Linked DNA regions of Mus musculus: region 1 is linked to region 2. Evidence: chromatin contacts called from public Micro-C data. All regions are on one chromosome and are shown on one strand. Each heading gives the region's core, a stretch centred on a gene start, on an enhancer-like site or on the middle of the called end of the contact. The rest is flanking DNA. Distances are from core to core; before and after follow the strand shown.

The links. A called contact is a pair of places that touch in the nucleus more often than the background predicts.
Region 1: a Micro-C map of muscle stem cells shows a contact between it and region 2, with 3 times the contacts expected there. The contact joins two enhancer-like sites. A contact is called at or near these places in 1 of 15 datasets of contacts at CTCF or cohesin (the NIH/3T3 cell line), 3 of 484 Hi-C or Micro-C datasets (the N1E-115 cell line, cerebral cortex and muscle stem cells) and 1 of 9 other capture datasets (adipose tissue).

The regions. Positions count from the first base shown.
Region 1 is chr1:183,153,081-183,159,998 of GRCm38.p6, forward strand. The region is part of intron 3 of Disp1 (dispatched RND transporter family member 1); the gene reads right to left. Among named protein-coding and RNA genes, the nearest start is that of Disp1, 65 kb to the right of the region's middle. Within about 2 kb of position 2,716, at least 65 of the 459 cell types and tissues checked have an H3K27ac peak or open chromatin away from gene starts, as enhancers often do. A contact at or near this core is called in muscle stem cells, where this site is marked.
Region 2 is chr1:183,068,072-183,074,386 of GRCm38.p6, forward strand. No RefSeq gene overlaps it. Among named protein-coding and RNA genes, the nearest start is that of Gm33747, 5.5 kb to the left of the region's middle. Within about 2 kb of position 4,505, at least 39 of the 459 cell types and tissues checked have an H3K27ac peak or open chromatin away from gene starts, as enhancers often do. A contact at or near this core is called in muscle stem cells, where this site is marked.

The DNA of each region.
Region 1 (6,918 bases), core at 1,466-3,965, 83 kb after region 2:
TTAACCTAACCAAAAGAAACTACTATTAAATCCTCGAGTATCGGGAGGAGAGGGCAGTAGGCTCAGGAGTTCAAACTCACCCTCCACCACACATAAAGCTCAATGCCAGCTTCTCTCAAAACAACAAAGGGAAAAGTCAAACAGGCCCTGCCTTTGAAAATGTGAAAGTTAATACAAGGTCAGTTTATTACAGTTCCACATTTGTCTGCAAGGAGAGCTTTCTTGACATGAAAAAAGTGTTAAATTTCAGAGGAGAGAAACCTCTGATTTTATTTTATTTATATATACATATACATATATCCAAAGCATTTCAGGCATTACAAAGTAACAAGTCTGCAGACAGATGACCTAAGAATATAATCTTGAGATACACAAGGATTTAAAAACAAAGCTTAATATTAACAGCTCTGGGCAGCTTCCAAAATATTTCTGGTTTGCAATATAGGATTTCAAAATGTGATATTATACTTTTACAATAGAAGTTCTTGGCAGGAAATCTCCTGCTAAAATGAAGAACAATATATCTTGACTTTAATCTAATTAGAACATTCTCTTAAGGGTTTCAGTTGTATCTTGTTACAAAGCTCTCCACTGAATATAAATGAAAGCAGTGTGCGCCGAGTGCAGATTCTGCCAACAAACTGAACTCTTCCGTAATGCGGATGCTGTGTGTCCATGAGGAGAGTTACACTTGCCTTCTTCACAGCATGAAGAAAAGAAGTGTGCAAGCTCATCTTCTAAAGGTTAGGTATTATAGGAAACTCCGTGTCATCTGAATACATGACTAATACACACACATCATCTTCTTTGATATAAAACGAAATTGTACAGAAGCGTATATAAAACTCAAATCCTCTTTCATCTTTCTTTCTATTTATACTTTTATAGTGTTTATTCTTGTACATTTGTATGTTATAATGTTTTTGGCAAAGAAAGAACCTGAAACCACCCAAACTCTAAAGCTGAAGACACTGGCAGTAGGTATTTCACGAATGAGGGGGAAGCTGCTTCAGATGTTGAAAACACATACATTAACAATTCAAACGTTCAAACAGTTCAAAATTGTGAAAATCACCCTCAATCTTGCTTCAGACATTTGTTTATAAGATAAAATTCTGTGAGATGGCTATAAAAAGATAAGAAATAAGGTTAGATAAGAAATAAAAAAGATAAATAAATGAGCAAGGGAGTAAGGGTTTTATTTATGTCAGAATTAAAGATTATGAAAAAACACAAGATATCCTGGAAGGGCAGTGTTGTCAGACTTAAAATTCGGGCTTGGCTGAAAGCAAACATTGATGTAAATGGACTGCACTGGCAACCAGGCTTGGACCCTGGACAGTTCAAAGGGCCCTGAATCCTTAAGGGCATGGCAGAGTCCACTCAGCAGAGCCACTTAAAACCCTGAAATGGTGTGAGTCTGCTGGCTCACACTGCTGGCCTGTCTCCCCGTCTCCCTAGTTACTCAGAGGACTAAGGCAGCAGGATCAGTGAAGTTCAGGAATTCAAAACTACTTTGTGTAAGAAAGCAATACCCCACCCCCATCTCAAAAAGAAAAACAAAATCACAATATGGAAACAAAAACCATCTCGATGTGCCATCCACCGCAGGGAAGCAGCTGTGGCCTCAGTCACTGGAAGTGACTCCATACTGAAACCCTCAGCAGGGCCTAGCTGCCTACAGTCACTCACAGTGGCAGAATTATGTTTCTCCTGAGGAGCCAGCAGTGACAGCTCCAGCTCCAGCGTTGGGAAGTGTGACTGTGACAAGGTGCTGTCCCAACCCCGCTGGGGTAACTTACCAAAGTCTGGGGCCAGGCAGAGCCTGCAGAAGGCATCTCAACCACTTCAGGAGAGAAAACAGGGCTCCTTGTTAACACATTCAGGTCCTACTCACATAACCTAGTTGGCAGTTCTAATGCCAGTGTGGGAGGAAACTCTTTCATGCGTGTAAACTCCTCAGTTACAAAACTCACACCTTAATCTTACCATGAAAATGGCCTGACATGCAGAGCAAAGCATTGGTTTAGGCACTGAATTGGTGAAGAAATGACAAAGAAGAGAGGCACCCAGACACTTTGAGTACAAAGCATAACAACAAAAACCAAGCTTACACCATTTTTAAGCTGTGTGGGCGGGTGGATGGGGTGTAGAAAACAATGTGTGGGAGTCAGTTCTCCTTCAACTATGGGGTCCTGGAGATCAAACTCGGGTATCAGGCTTGCTAGCAAGCACCTTATCTGCAGAGCATTCTCTTCAGTCCTTACACAGTTACTCATCTCGAGAAAAGTACTGCATTTCCTAGGTAGGGCACTGCATTGAAGTTCCAAGTTAAGTTGTCAACAGGGTACTGCCAAGATGACTTTTGCCTTAAAACAAAACAGCAATTCATCCAGAAGAAAGATTCATACTACAATATTAGTATTAGTACTCGTACTTTGCAAAGGCCTGTCATTGCCAGTACCTTACACAACAGGGAAATAAAGGATATAAAAATAGCTCTGAGGAGCCACAGAAATGAAGCTAGCAAGCTCTGCTTTGTTCCTAAGTTAAGGCGTGAGCTTTGTCGAGCTGCTAGTTAGTTATCTCAGTTGCTCTGCTGGTTAGTTACCTCAGTGTCCAAGGCTCCCTACGAGCTCCACTTAGTGGTCTACAGTCTCATTCCCTCAGGATGCCTCAGCGAGGAACATGATGCACCCCCCTCCCACCCCTGTGGGACCTTAGGCAATGTAATCCTCCCTCCTTCCTCTGCCAAGTGTGATGCCTTGGAATTCACATCCACACCCTGCTGGCTTTGCTGGGAGTCAGACCAGCACCAAGAATCAGGCTCAGACCTTTCCTATGGAGAAGTGCAAGCCTCAAACTTCTTACGTAGAATTAAAACACACTTCTTACTTTCACTGAAGAATTTTAACTTTGGAGGTCATCAAGATGGCTTAACAAGCCAGAAGGCCCAGCTTGGACCTCTGAAACTCCAGGAAGAAGGAGAGAAAAAGTTACTGAAAGCCCCTCAGACCTACACATACTCTGGATGTACATGTATAGACACATGCACTATGCACACACACACGCACACATGCACACACACACTGGATATGTACAAAAATGCAGACAACACATGCAGATACAAAAACATGCAAATACACACACACACACACACACACACTAACTAGTACATGGTACATATACAAATGCAGACACACACATTCACAGACAACAAATCTTTTAAAAAAATTAGAGAATTGTTAAGTATTGGAAGTAATTGTCTTTCTGTGTTAGCTGTTCATCATTTTAACAATACATGGGATGATTTAATCAATGGCATTAGCTTCCTGTCCTTTTAACAAATACCTGAGAAACCAAGCAGAGACCAAGAATACAGAGAGAATGGACTTATTTGGCAAGGGTTTCAAGGTTCGATAGGTCAACTGGTCCCACTGCTTTTGGGCCTGTGGTTAAACACAAAATCACTCACCCTATGGCTAGGGAGTAAAAGAAAGGAAAGGGCCTAGATCCCTTTTTAGGATTCCCCTTAGTTCAGAATGAACTATGAACCTGCCACTAGAATCCACTCTTAAAGTTCTACTTCCTCTCATTGGCCAAGCTAAAGACATCTATAGTCACTGTAGACAACTGGGAAAACCAACTTAGAAGCAGCACCCAAGATAACTGGAGCTTTCTCAGGGGTGAATGAATGAACTCAGTCTTTGTTACTATGTTCTTAATGACTTTGTGTCTCTTGAGACTGTTAAAAAATTGAGTTTTATAGGGCTGCTCATCACATTTCTAGATCTGAGCTGACTGGTCCCACAGTGACAAATGAGTGCCTTTTCCTTTTTTTAATTAAAGAAAAATTTTGTATGCATGCACATGTATGTGTGTGCATATATGTATGTATGTGTGTATGTATATGTATGGTGCATGATGTATGTATGTGTGTATAAACACACCAGGACATGCACACTGCAGGAGTGAGAGAACAACCTGCAGGAATCAACCTGCAGGAGACTTTCACTATGTGGAGCTTGGGGATTGAACTGGGATCGTGACTTAGTGACAAGCACCTCTACCCACTGTGCCATCTAGTCAGCCTGCCTATGCCCTTTCCAAGAGAGTGAGTGAGTGAAAGAAAGTCACAGCGCACTGAAACAGGAAGTAGGCCCATCCCAGGGTCTGTGTCGTCCTCTTTCTGAAGCAGATATGCTAGAGAAAGCAAATGTTCCACTAACAATAACGTACAGATTTTACAGGTCATAGGAATGGTTTTTCAAAAGGGTAAAATTAACATCTCTTTGGTATGTTTTAAAAGCATATAGTCATATATATGTTTATTTCTGGATTCTGGAAGTTGAAAAGTTCACCTGAGCATTTACACAAGTCTGCCTAAAAGTTTTTAGTTTTTAAAAGTTCCTTCTGAAAACTTACATCTTAAACCTGTTTAGAAAGGTTCTTTGGAGCAACTCCCGTCTATGTTGTCTGGAAGTCAGCAGTTCAGTTCACAGGTCAGCAGCGGCAGCTCCATCCACTCACAAACACTTTACGGATATACCAGAAGTACAGTTCAGGAGGCATGTCAGGAGAAGCTTTCTTCTGTGCCTCTCTCAGTGAAACAAAGATCAGAGAAAATGCGAGACCAACAGCATTGCACAGCTAGCTCTATAAGCAAGCCTAGCTCAGCCTCCATCACTGTCCATCGAGTTCTATTTATAACCTCCAAGCATCACACATCCTCCATGTGCCTTGCCTCAGCATGTGTGTCTGTCTCAGCTGATGTCACTCTGCCAATCAGCCAGAGTCTGAGGAAGCGTCAAGAAACTACAGCACAGCACCAGAAGTTCTTTTGGTGGGTTTCTCCTGGAGTCCGGACAAATGCAGCTCAACTATGCAACGTAAGGCGGACCAATACATGTGTGTTGTTAGCAGAGACTCCTTCACCACCTGTCCTTACACGCGCTTGCTTTAGCAGAACACCCTTTCTCCTGTGTCTGCTGCAGCAAACTGTTTCTTCACAAATCTGCCTCAGTCTTGTCTGCCTCAGCCTTTCATCTGTGAGCACTTCAGGACAACACTGTTTCCTGTGTTTGCCCCAGCAATACACCATCCAACACAACTGACTTCCCAAAGAACCCAAAGTTTCCATTTCACTCAGTTGCTAACACTACTGTGCTAAGTGCTATAAGAAGACAAAGGCAAACCCAAACTAACCTTAACTGCAAACATACGGTGGTTTGCACCCGATTTAGCAATTAAATTGTTTACACAAGAAAAATGGAGGAGTCGTCACCCACCACCAAAAATCACACTGACTTTTGCAAGAGTGGAAATGGGCATGTAGTGAATCTACTTTTTGGAGTCTTCTCAAGGTGCAGTATCCACTTTGGAGTGTTGAAGAGTTAACGGTCTAACAAAGATGCCACATTTATGCTGCACAGATCTGTTATGTCAGATACTGTAGACTTTAGAAAAGCCATCGCTTTAATTATAAGTCACTGCTTAATAATCTCTCCAGGTACAAAGAAAGTGAAGCACCTGAGAGCAAAGTAAGAGTGAGGCCTCCAGTCCTGCTGTCTGCGGGGCTGGGTAAGGTGCATGTACACGAGTCCTGGTGTCTGCGGGGCTGTGTACAGTGCACGTACATGCAAGCGTCCAAAAGCTGCACAAGATAAAAGTGCCCACAGCCTGTTTCCACAAGTGACTGGATGGTGACATGTAGGCAATGGGAACATTTTACCCACCTTTTGAATCAGATCGTTTTTTAAATTCCCAAGTTATGTGAATATATTCTACATCTGTACCTTCATTAGTGCTTAGTTTTAAATACTTATTTATATCCTAGTACCAGTATGAATGTAATCACACAAGTTATCTAAAACTAACAGTCCCACGGATTAAACGAAATTTATTCATGATAAAAGAAGCTTTCATACACAGCAAACTAATTCAATTCTATAAGTCTAGTAAAGTGCACCAGAAGAGCCTTGTAAAATGCAGTGAAGTTTAATGGACACTCAATTTAGTAGTAACACAGAAATTCTAGTATAGAGACAATGAAAGCATAAATCGCAAATATGAAGGAGTCGCAACAAGAAGTGTAAATGTTCTCAGAAATTGTCCAACATATACTCATGACTAAACATCGTTCAGGGAGAGGACAGCGAGTGGTGCTGAGGAGAACACAGCCAGCCTCTCACGCTGGTCTTTAATTAGCCATTTCCAGGGCAGAGCGGACGGCTGTGTGGCAATGAGGCTCGTTCCATGACTCTGTGACTGTGCTCTGTGTAACTGACATCACTGCACAGCTGTGCAGACAAATCTACTGTGACACTCTCCTGGCCACATGGGCATTCCCAGTCCAAGCATCACTCACATGCTCTTCAGACCATTGTGGTTTAGAACTCAGATTTAAGGAAACAAAAAGCTTTTAAGTTATTTAACTATTTGTAAAATAAAATGTTAACCTGACAAAACACCTACTGTCTCACGACCCAGTCTACTCTTGTTTTTAAGTTACAACTTGTTTTAAAATGAAGTATGGTAACTCTTTTAATTTTAAATATAGCAGTAATAAAATCTCCATCAAAATAGTCAATATCATTAGTCTAAAATTATTTGACTTGCATTTACCAGCACCCACACTTAACAGCATGAGAATTTTGATTCTCTAGTGACAACATACAGTAGAAATAGGTAAAATGCTCCAATAATATAATTAAAGGAAGAGAAATCACTTTGTTGGTTAAGACAGGGTCCCTGTAAAAGTTCAAGATAAAGAAACCCCCTAGGCCTTCTAGGCTTCCAAAGGCTTCTGGATTTTATTAATAATCACATTGAAAGGAGCAACCTCAGAAGTAAGCTTTGTGCGACTTTGAGCACTGTAAATGCTAGCATGTTCAAGAAATAGAAGAAGTCACCAGCAGT
Region 2 (6,315 bases), core at 3,255-5,754:
GGCTGGGAACTCCCACGATTTGTTGCAAAACAAAAACACTCAGTACTCGAAACCGCAGAGCAAGGAACCCACAGTCCATCCAGGCACACAAGGCGGAGGTGGGCATTCAGGAACTTTGTTGGGGGTCTGTAAGGACAGGACACGGTTGGGCAGGGCTTCCCCCGAAGCACTTCCATGGACCCAGGCCTGCTCTGCCCCAGGTTCTTTGTCAGTGACAGAAATCTCCACTGAGCAGCGCCTGCCTCCAGCCCAACAGGACAACAGGACATGGCCTCACAGACTCAGGCCTCCTGTTCCTGAGCACATCGCTAGCCTCAGAAGCGATTCTCTGGAGAGGAGGGAGGAGGGTTAACAGAACTCCTGAGTTCTTTGCCTCTAGATGGACAAATTTCCTGAGCCTGTCATGGAGTCTCCACGAGAGAGCAGCAAAGGTTGCCCCGCCCCTTCCTCTCTTCTAGGGGAACAGCTGCTCTGAGTGATGGAGTTCCCACCAGTGATGGAGTTCCTCCCTGTCGGATGGGCCCGGGGGAAGATTTAGAAGAAGGGTCCTTTGGATAAGACCAGGCCAGATCCATGTCCCTCCCTTCCCTGGTGCCCTGCCGCCTCCTCAGCCTTGCCAACTTTCTCTTCTCTGCCCACCCATAACTCAGTGTTCTCTCCAGAATCCAGCCAAAAGCAGGTACCACGGTAAGATTGAGAGTGACCGTTTGGTTTTGAATATCATAGAGACCTTGTGTAATTTGATGATTCTAGTTGGTCCCATATTGTGATGATAGGAAATCAGACTAATTTAGGAACAGGATGCTGGGGGGATGGTGAGAGGGATAGACGAGCAGCTTTTATATGGGCATGGATGGAAGACACATTCGATAAACAAAGCCAGTTTCACAACCAGCCCTGGTGCACTGTGCCAGTCTTAGTAGTCATTTAACCTCTCAGCCTCAGTTTCTTCATCTGAAAATGGGAATTCCATTGTAAATTTAGAGAACCGGAAGAGGTTCTATAAATAAGAGGATGTTGAGCCAGCATTAGCCATTATTTATTTTATTGATTACTTGATTGATTTTGAGACATTTACTTTGGCTCTCAGATTCAGGAGGACACAGGGCCATCATGGTGGGGACAGTGTGGTAGGGACATTGTGGTGTGCCTTGTTCACATCTTGACAAACCAGGAAGCAAGAAGCTTTGACTAGAACCCAGAACTGATATCACCTATGAGTTCCAGAGAAACCTACTTCTGCTTCCTAAGCCCCAGGTCCCCATGTCCTCACAACCTTTCCAAACAGCACAACTTGCTTTGACGAAAAGCTGAGAGACAAGCAGTCTCTTGCCTACTTCCAGGCCTGGGGGCCTCTCCCTGGGGATAAGGCTTTGACCCAACTTTGCTCCAGAGTTGTGGATATAGGGAAGTGACCTGGAGCCACTGGACCACTCAAGAGACATAGAAGGCGTGGGCTTGGCGCTCATGCTGGCCTCCTGCCCGTCAGGCTATGGCGCCATCCTACAGTTGCTACTGTTGTTCTGTAACAGACTCCAAAAACTTGTGGAAGCTCTTTGCAGGTCCCCAAAGCCAACCTAGAGTCTACAGGGCTTATAGCAAGCCTAAGTACTCCATTTCTCAGCCTAGAAGTCTCTGCAGAAGGCATTCCATAGCTAGGAATTTAGGGAGAATGAGAGAAAAATCCTTTACAGTGGGTGATAGCCCGAGGGAGGAGTGCTGAGGATTCCTGAGGGTCTGATGGCCTGTCCCCCATAGCCACTTTCTGAGAAGGTCAGGGATTCCACAAGGGTCGTGGCAGAACTTCCAGCTGCCTTCTGATCTCGTTGGCCCAGAGACAGAGCTGGGGACCCGATGGAGACTGTGTGGAGGTACTGGGAAGCACCGCTTACCCACCCTGCTGGTTCAGCATGGGTCCATTGATAATTCAGCTGAACACAGCTTCTGCCACTGGCAGCGCTTCTTGCTGGGTTTTCTTGGCAGTGGTGCCCATAATCTCCTGATATAGCATCTAATTTGAACTTCTGCAAGCATTCTCCCCTCAAAATGCTTAATTATTATGTTCTTCTCCATACCAAGGGAGTCTTTCCAGCCGACTGAAGCTCCCTAGAGGAAGAAAGGATAAGCTAGTGATGAGTGGCATGCTCTCAGATCTGGTAAATCCTGTGGGGCTTGGCTTGGCAGCAGTGTTCAACCCCCAGGCTTTATCTACTGGGAAACGGAGGGCAAAGCTCCATGTGAGACGCAAATGGAAGGCGGGATGTGGTGGTTAGCTTTTTGTTACTGTAACAAATGCCCAACTTGTAAAAAGAGAAGGATGTTATGTCCCAGTTTAGGTTTCCGGTCAGTGATTGACTGGCTGGGTTGGGTCTGTGGTGGGGTGTGAAGCACTAACTGTGTGGGGGAGCAAAACCATTCATCTCAAACCTGGGGAACAAAAGAGGAAGAGATCCACCCATGACCTAAAGTCTCCCTCAACAGCTCTGCCTCTTAAAGGTACACATCTCCCAATAGTGCCAAACCCAAACCAAGCCTTTAACACATGGCTTTCTGGAGAACGTTCCAAACTGAAGGAAGCCTTATCCCACGGCTCTATCCTGCAGCATCTGTAGGTCCTGTGTACCGTCCCCGAGTTGCTCTTCTGTTTTGTCCTTGGGTACCACGCTGTCCCTTGGGCAGAACAATATACTCTTATAAACATGCCACACAACCTATGACCTTTCAAAAACTCCTTGACTACACTTGCTTCCCTCCAGGGAATGAGAGGCTGTGGCCAAGTTTCAAGGCCACAAGGAGCTTGCTATCTCCTTCTATGATAGGGCTGAGCAGAGGCCATCTGACAGCATAGTCACTAGAGTCATCCCTGGACAGCAAAGCCAAGTATGATCATTCTCAGTCTTCTTGCTTAGAGACTTGCCACGGGGCCCTTGGACCACAAGACAATTTGGGAAACCTGCCGAGTGGATGAATTCTCCCCAAGACATGTGGTCAATCTCATTACCATAGGCTAAGGAGAGATGGCTGCACAGCCCCACAGACTCTGGGCCAGACATGTCATGCAAGTGACCAAGACCAGCCTTGGTGAGAGTATTTACACCCCAGAAATTGGCAAGGGATACAGATTGCCCCTGCCTTCATTAAAGAGCCTTATCCCAGCCTCACATCCCCTGTCCTTACTCCAGAGGCAGAAGTCAAGGCTCTGCTGGGATTGCCTGATGGAGGACAAGCGGCTGTAGTGAACTTCCAGGGGGCCAAGGCCTCATCTACAAGAGGAGGAGGCTGAACCAGTTTCTAAAGTAACCCAGCCACTTTTTGTATAGTTTAACTATCTCATGGTCAACATAAGCCAATCAATTTAGATATTTAATTTTCCTCCCTGGTGAGCACTCCAGCAGATGCTCAGGCTTCGCAACATCTTGGTAGCCAATGAGTGCTTTATGGTTGAGCATCCAGCTGCTGACTGTGCACCGAAAGCCTGTGCTATATGTGCATACCACACCTACCAAATGGCCTCCCAAGATCAAGCCCTTGTGGTTTGAAAGGGCCCCTTTTCAGGGCTGCTGGCTTTCCCAAGAGAGCTTACAGAGCCCATTAGACATGTATAGTGCAGAAAGACTGGATGGGCACAAGATGCCCCAACTTTAGTCCTGACAGAAGGCACTTCAGGCCACTCCCTCTCTCAGACAGGCATGTCTTCTCTCACCGACCGTCCCTCAGCACTCTGCTCCCCATAGTCAGAGAGTTGTTCATGAGGTGAGGCCTACAGCCTACGCTCCTTCCTACAGCAGAAAACAGCTGTGACTTGGCTGTGAAATAGTTCCCGATCAAGTGTCCCGAAGAGATGGACTGGGTCATCCAAGTGTGCCATGGTGGGGGTTAGCAGATAGCTCTGAGAACGCTGAGGAGGCCGCAATGCAGGCAGAAGCACGTGGCACCAGAAGCCAGCGGGCGCACTCGGTGTTCCCAGGGGAGGGAGGGCGTGGAGATGAAAATGATTCTTTCAGAAAACTTGAATCTGAGGGAGGGGTGCAGGGGCTGATGGCTGCCAGACTTGGCAACTTTCTATTCCTAGTCGTCTGTCCTCACAAATAGGCTGGTGACATGGGCCAAACAGTGAGCAGGCCGTGGAGTGGTCACCATGTTGTTGAGGGAGGGCCTGACTTCCAGTGTCTCTGAGGAAGAGAGGCGACTGAGAAAACGTCACTTCCTATTCTCAAACCCACCCTGTGAGCAAGACAGGTAGGTGCAGCCCAAGGGGTTTCCTGCACAGATAGTGTATGATGTCTGGGGCTGGCACACATCTTATCATCCAGCCAGGGAGGTACCCAGTGTGGTTCTATCCAGCACGGATGCAGAGAGAAGACAGGACAGGCCTCTGCCCACGCAGCTGCTGCCTGGGTCTGGATCTGTTTCCCCAGTCAGCGTCCGGGGATCCATCTCCCTTTGTTCTCCCTCAAAGCTAAATCCAGCTGTTTCTGTTCTTCCCTCCAGCTGGTCCAGTCCAGTTAACAGGACAGCTCACATCCTGGCCCTTCCTCTTGTGGGTCTGGAAGGACTCCCAGCAGGGACCATGTCATGGATCAATGTCAGGATATCCCTTCCTTCCAGTTAAAAAGGAACACGTTCTCTGGGAATCCCCAGGGTGAACAGCCTCCTGTTTATCTTGGTGCAGCCTTGTCCCAGAAGATGGCGAAGAGCCACTGTCCAGTCCCTCTGTCGTGGCCGTGTGCTTCCTGCCAGCCTCCAGCCTTGCTGCAGGGTGGACTTTCCCTCAAGGGCACAGGTTGACACCACAAGCCTTCTGCTTCTGAGAAAAGGGAGTCCTAGGGGTGCGTGGCAGGGGCATAGGCGAAGGAACAGACCTGTCCAAGGAGACCCCTTGGTTGTCCACGGAGCCATGACTCCCTGGCTCTGGAGTGGGTGGGACCCTGAGCAGCTGACATTGAGCAGATCTGGCTAAGGCAAGTGTACTGGCTAGTTTTGTGTCAACTTGACACAGCTGGAGTTATCACAGAGAAAGGAGCTTCAGTTGAGGAAATGCCTCCATGAGATCCCAACTGTAAGGCATTTTCTCAATTAGTGATCAAGGGGGAAAAGGCCCCTTGTGGGTGGGACCATCTCTGGGCCTGGTAGTCTTAGGTTCTATAAGAGAGCAGGCTGAGCAAGCCAGGGGAGGCAAGCCAGTAAAGAACATCCCTCCCATGGCCTCTGCATCAGCTCCTGCTTTCTGACCTGCTTGAGTTCCAGTCCTGACTTCCTTGGTGATGAACAGCAGTATGGAAGTGTAAGCCGAATAAACCCTTTCCTCCCCAACTTGCTTCTTGGTCATGATGTTTGTGCAGGAATAGAAACCCTGACTAAGACAAATTGGTACCAGCAGAGTGGGGTATTCCTGTGACAACCTGACCATGTTTTCGGGAGGACTGTGGAAGGACTTTGGAACTTTGGGCTTGAAGATCCATCCGTTGTTAAGAGCTCTGTCGGATGTTGTGTAGGAGCTTGGAAGATAATATTGAGAACACTGCAGAAGATGGAGGTCTAGTTTGTGAAATTTCAGAGGGAAAATTAAAGACTCTTTTCAGGGCCATTGCTGTTTTGATTGTGAAGATTCTGTAGTTCTGGTTAGCTGGGGCTGAAGAATCAGCTGTGATTAAAAAGATACCAGAACTACCAAAGCAAAAACTTTGCATTACTGGGACTATTGATGCTGGTTAGCTGGAGCTAAGAAATTAGCGGTGATTAAGAAGAGACCAGCATCATTGAGGTGACATCTTCTGGGAAGTGTTTTCTGAAAGCACAAAGACGCTGTGTTCCAGAGATAGCCAAGGTTGTACTCCTGCTGCAGTGGGACTTGGTAATGTGTAAGGGTCACCCACGGTGGTACTGGTTTTGAAGCCATGAAGGGGTCACACAGAGCAGCTGAGGCTTGGCACTGTGAGAGGCCATGGAAGGCATTGGTGAAGGTGCAGCCTCAGTTGCAATTGACGGCCCAGGACTGAAGGGGTCATGCAGTGTTTTGGAGATGCCAGTACCATGAGATGACCACCAAGAGCAGCAGCAGCAGTGGAGTCCAGGCATCTGGAGCCTAGAGGATCGACGTGTGTGCTACAAAGGGCATGGCTGGGAGAAGTGACCCAAGCCCTTGGAGGAGCCCAGAAGATGTGTGAGTTGGATCCCAGACATTGGATGGGTTAGAGATTGACTTTTTGCTTTTGATTGTGACTGTGCTCTGATATTTTCCCTCTTGAAGGAAGAAACTATTTTTAGTGGAGCCCACAGTTAAGAGATTTTTAATTGTAAAAAGACTTTGGATTT